Linked DNA regions of Mus musculus: region 1 is linked to region 2. A link is a contact called in public Hi-C data. All regions are on one chromosome and are shown on one strand. Each heading gives the region's core, a stretch centred on a gene start, on an enhancer-like site or on the middle of the called end of the contact. The rest is flanking DNA. Distances are from core to core; before and after follow the strand shown. Region 1 overlaps Gm28722 (a long non-coding RNA gene). Region 2 has its middle 3.4 kb from the start of Gm34992.

Region 1 (2,827 bases), core at 104-2,603, 160 kb before region 2:
AATTCTTCAAAAGAAGTATGTTTGCTGCAATATTTGGGAACTGTACTTAAAAATGATTGCTTATTTAAAATTTGAATTCAGCTGAGCACCCTAGCTTTGATCTGCCATACTCCACATTGTCCCTGTATGGTACTGGCTGCAGGCTTTCGAGGCAGGGATTAGCACTGATTCTTGATCTTCAAATGAGGATACTCTTGCCCAAGAAGTTCACAGGGCTTTGTGCCATGGTGCTATGCTCCTGCTGAGTCTTTTCCTGCATTCTTGGGGGTGATCCCCAAGGTGTGGTAATCTGTTTCTGCTCCAGTGTTAGGGTGTGTTAGGGAAGCCACAACAGAGCACCACAGATGAAGCAGTTTAAACACTAATCATGCATATTCTCAAGGGTTCAGAGGTTGGATGACAGAGATCAGGTGCTGATTCTCCTGTCTCCTGGGCATGTCGGTGGCTGCCATGCTTGTGTCTTCATAACATATTATGATGTGAATTTGTGTCCCAATTTCTGCTTCTGAAAAGGTCGTCAGCTCAGGAACTTTGGGAAGGTCATGAAACACTCGCCCCTCCAGAAGGGGAAGGCTAATTAGCATTTCTCAGACCAAAGGGCTGGGACCGACCTGACCTGTGGGTGGGGACACATTCCACAGGACTGACCATTGCTCACCTTCAGACAAGGAAAGTCCTTGTCACCTCATTCCCTAAAGACCAATCAGTTTAAAGGGTGCACTGTTCCACCAATCATATTGTGCCTAGTTGTTCTCTGTTCTGCCCTTAGAAACCATATAAAAACTGAGCTGGTGCTTGGGGTCGCCGCCTCTCCTTCGGGTCTGGGACGACCCCAGTGCACTGGAACAATAAATTCCTCTTGTTTTTTGCATCGATCCTGTCTTCATGTGGTTCACTCAGGGAGTCTCCAGTAAGCTAAGGCTCCCCAGAGTCTTACAATTCCAGTTGAGCTTACCACATGGCCTAATTTAACCTCCATTACTCCTCTAAACCGTGTCCCCAGTCTAACTAGAGGCAGAGTGAGTTAGGACTTCCCTGAGGCAATCTGGTGGCACATGGGGTGGCCTGTGGCAATTCCCTGTTTCAGTTTCTGTTTCCTCAGGCATCCACCTCACCTTGTTCTCTGTCTGGACTGAGTGTCTGAGGTCCTGAGAACATCCCTTCTTCCAGGATTGGCACCTCCCCCAAGACCTTGGTAGGTCTTAGGACAGCCTGACTCCCTGTGGCCTCCTTCCCAGGGCACAGCTCCAGTTCTGGGTGGAGTTTCCTTGGCAGGGCTCTGGTCACTCTGGACAAATTCTCCAACATTGGTCAACACCCTTCTGGACTTCCAAAATGGATCATTGCCTGGAAACTTCTGTATGCTGCCTCACCCCACCAGGGCTGCCTGATGCAGGCAGCTGTCTGAATCACTCTTGAGACAGTCTATGTTTTTTGAGCCCTGGGCCATGGATGTCAAACCACCTTCCTAGGACTTGCCCAGTATACAGGCAGCCCAGCTCATAACATCTGACGTCTCAGGCCTCCGGATGCTCAGGGCCACCCAGTCTTCTTGACAATTGGCTTTTCTGACTTGGGTTTTACTTATAATCTATTTTGTCTAGACCTTAGTGCATCTAATGACTTGCAATGTGATTTTGATTCATTGTGATTGGCTTCTAGAATCTTCAAATGATTATGGGGACATCATACCATTCACCTAATCTCCTTGCACACTTTTCTTCTTAATGATGTAAAAACACATAAAATTCACCAGCCTGTGATGTATAATATAAGGTTCTCTTAGGATTTTAGTTGCTATAAAGAGACACTGTAATCACTGCATTTAAATGGGGGCTGGCTTACAGTTCAGAGGTTTACTCCATTAGTCCACTGTCGTTGTGGCAGGAAGCACAGTGGCACACAGGCAGACATGGTACTGGAGAGGTAGCTGAGAGTTCTATATTTGGATCTGCAGAGAGCAGGAAGAGAGAGTGACACTGGGGTCTGGCTTGAGCTTCTGAGGCCTCAAAGCTCACCCACAGTGACATACTTCCTCCAACAAGGCCACACCTTCTAGAAGTGCCACTCCCTATGAACCTATGGGGTCCTTTTTCATTCAGACTACCACAGAAGTTATAATTTCCCCTAGTCACCGTTATCACTGAACACCTGAAAGAAGATAGTTCAGAGGTCAAAGCCTTCCATACACCAAAAACAAAAATCAGAATGCAAAACCCAAAACTCTCATCAGTGATTTTTTTTTTTTTTTGGTCAATCATACACTGAAATGATGACAGTTTGGCTTGTTATATGGCATTAAATCAACCATGTGATTAAACCCACTTTGTCTAATTATATTTCCTGTTATTAAATGTGGCTCTGGGCATGTCACGTTGCACATGGGGCTGTCTGTGCTGTGTGCAATCTCCTTCTCTTCCACACTGTGCCCTATATTCGACGTGTCCCTCAGACGCCTATCCAACAATCTAACAAACCCATGAACGTCACTCTTAAAACACATTTTAATAACTGCGAGACAAGACCACAACGGTCGTCTGTGGTACACTTGTGTCTCAGATTGTCTTTTAGAAGTTCAAGCCAATTGTTCTGGATACTTTTCAAAATTATTTATTTTTTTGCCAAGTTCATAAAAACCCTTTTGGCGAATCCTTCTGCACAGCTATACATATTTTCTCCCCTCAACATGACTGCCTCGAGAATGCGGACCTTTTAATTTACTTTCCGCAGTTTTTGAAAATCATTCTTCATAGATAATGCACTGATGCACTGCTATAGGCCCCTGAACTTAGATGCTGTTGGTTTTGACGTCTTCATCTTTTGAGGT
Region 2 (2,877 bases), core at 274-2,773:
CCTTAGAAGTGTGGGTGCCTGTGGGTACCAGAGGGAACAAGGAAGGATAGCGTGCCATTGCACACAGGAATGGATGACCAGGAGGGCCCCAAAGGTCTGCCCATCCTGCCCAGGCTTGCGTGAGTGTTCGGCTCACTTTTGCTCTTTAAGGCAACTAGCTGAAGCGCAGTGATGAATAGGAGACAGCAGACACTAAAGGAACGTGTGCAAAGGGAGTCAACTCGGAAGCATTCAGGAGTGTCCATCTAGACTGTCCGCACCTGGCTACAGAGCATGTTTGCTTTTCCCTCAATGAAGGAGTCCCTCTCCCCTTTGCATATCTGGCTGTGTTGTGTTTCCTTTCTTTTTTTTTTTTGGTAAAGAAATGCCTAACAGGGCTCATTAGAGTCTGATAAATGCGTGGCCACTGGCTTTTGTCTCCCAGCCAAGGGCTCCCTCCTGGGCTGGGTGCTGACTCAGCACTGTGAACAGGCATTCTCTCCAAGAGAACTGGCCATGGCCGGCCTCTCATACTTGTGGTCACAGAGCAGCGCTTCATAAATGTCTCCAGCTAACGAAGTGCAGCTGACGCGAGAACGTTTGTGAATGGGATGTACCGGCTGGGCTTGCGAAGCGATTTCGCACTCGCAAAGGCATCGCATTCCGGTTATTCTCTGCGGCAGGCCTGGGAATGGGTTCCATTTTGGTAGCATGATATTCTTTCAGTATCGATGGGGGAGGAGGTCAAGGTGTAACTCGGCAATCTGAAGCAAATTAAAACCCAGAGATGTGGAGTGTAAAGAAACAGCTGTCAGACCACTCAACTCTGAGGGTTCTGGCAAACACACTATTAAAGGTCACGGGGCAGGGGCTGGTGAGATGGCTCAGTGATTAAGAGCACTAGGCTGGTCTTCCAGAGGCCCTGGGTTCAAGTGTCAGCTTAAGGCTGTCTGCAACTCTAGTACCAGGGGCTCCACTGTCCTCTTCTCTCTCCCCCTCTGTAGGGACCAGGCATGCATGTAGTAAACAAACATACATTCAAGCAGAAGACCATATACATGAAATAAATAAGGTTTTTAAAAATTTCAAACAAATCTCTGAAGATCACTGAAGAAGACACGTGATGTTAATTTCTGGCCTCTGAATGTATGTTCATGTAAATGTTCTCTCTCTCTCTCTCTCTCTCTCTCTCTCTCTCTCACACACACACACACACACATACACACACACACACACACACACACACACACACCGTGGCTCAGTTGAGTAAAGATCACACTCACGGCCATGACACTGTGCTTCACTGGGTTTTGTTCTCTCCTCCTGAGCCGTGATTTTGATCTTTAAGACTCTAACAGGATTCTTAAAGCTACAGTCTTGTCCCCCTGCAGAATAGTGGGAAAAATAAATCTTATTTCTGCTGATGACACAGCTTTATTGTCATGAACTGGGAATGACCTCGAATGATCCAACCACAGCCAGGAGGAAGAGTTCAAGTTGAATCCTGTTAAACCCAAAGCCATCATCGTTGCCGGTGACCTCCAAAACTCCAGTCACTGCTCTACAAGGCTGAGAACAAATCAGTTATCAGCTCCAGCATCTAGTGGGAACTCTGTATCCATGGCTGTCCTGACACATAGGAGAAAGACTCTCTAAGGCTTTCCTGGATCCCTAATGACAAATGGTAACACTCAGCCTGAAAATGTTTTAGGTCCAAGTTGTGTGTTATTGGCTCTGCTACACTGAAGTCTGAGGTCTCCCTAAAGACCAGTGCCAAATCTCAGATTTTGACTGCAATGGCTTCCTCCATATCCAAGATAGCAGCTTCCAAACTGACCACACTCCCCAGCCATGGAATGGCAGCTGAGTCCTTTCTGCATTCCTCTGGAGTCCTACATCTTGGGAGGCAAGCTACTTGGAGCCATTCATGGCAGGCCGAGTTGTCTTCTCCTCAGTCCCAGAGGCTGAAACAGGGCTGAATGGCTCCCATGTGGCTTCCTTCTTGAGTTCTGTCTCCTCTCCCACTCTGCAGGTCACTGGGTGAGAAGGCAGGCTTTGGTGAGAGCTTCGTGGCTGAAGCTCCTTCTAAGGCAAGCAAGCCCAGGCCAGGGGAGAAGGAAAGCAATGGTTAGTGTTTCTTGGCTTGAACTGAACTGAACATGCTAGAGCATCAGCGGTAGCACACTCAGACCACAAAGACCTTGACCTTAGCCAGGATCTTGTTTACAGCATCACACATTCACACGGTCACCCTGGGCTTTGGTCGAGGTTTACTGCAAGAGACTGTCCTAGGAGAACAGCTTTCATATTTCTATAGGAAATGTTATCCGAGCCCCTCCTCATTATGTTGCCCAGTGCCCCCACAGGGGACATCCACGTATGTTTTTATTTTAATAACTCACTGCCAGAAAACACCCTTAACCTGAGGAACTTAAGTACTTCCTCCTCTCTGACTATAGAAACCACAACAGGGGCTGTGTCTTGCATTTCTCCCCTCTCCCTTCTGGAACGCTCAGACACAAATTCAAAGCTCATTCCAACTGTATGATATACCCATGCCAGGGTGCATGCTCTGTTCTTCCTCTTTCTGTCTTGATTCTGTCTTATTAACCTCTGGAGACACCCACCCTACAACAGAGCCTCTTTTCTGCTGGTCTGTGATGTACTTGTCAAAGCCACCAGGAACAGCTTCTTGGTTGACTGAATGCTGATAAAGTCACACTCGAGGCCACACACTCGTGCAAAACAGAACAGGAGAGAGGCTCCCATTCTTCCACTTCCTACAGGAAGCTCATTCTCTGCTAAAGCAGAGGAGATGACTCTGCTGTCCTTGAACTTCTGATCTACCACCTTGTCATGTGGACCCCACACTGTTCCTTCATCTGTGTTTACAGCACA

What was found. A called contact is a pair of places that touch in the nucleus more often than the background predicts.
Region 1: a contact with region 2 is called in a Hi-C map of uterus. The contact joins two enhancer-like sites. A contact is called at or near these places in 7 of 484 Hi-C or Micro-C datasets (muscle stem cells, myocytes and uterus) and 1 of 115 datasets of contacts at active chromatin or transcription factors (heart atrium).

The regions. Positions count from the first base shown.
Region 1 is chr1:90,496,202-90,499,028 of GRCm38.p6, reverse strand. All of the region lies in intron 1 of Gm28722 (a long non-coding RNA gene), which reads left to right. Among named protein-coding and RNA genes, the nearest start is that of Gm28722, 6.3 kb to the left of the region's middle. Within about 2 kb of position 1,353, at least 33 of the 459 cell types and tissues checked have an H3K27ac peak or open chromatin away from gene starts, as enhancers often do. A contact at or near this core is called in uterus, where this site is marked.
Region 2 is chr1:90,332,862-90,335,738 of GRCm38.p6, reverse strand. No RefSeq gene overlaps it. Among named protein-coding and RNA genes, the nearest start is that of Gm34992, 3.4 kb to the left of the region's middle. Within about 2 kb of position 1,523, at least 7 of the 459 cell types and tissues checked have an H3K27ac peak or open chromatin away from gene starts, as enhancers often do. A contact at or near this core is called in uterus, where this site is marked.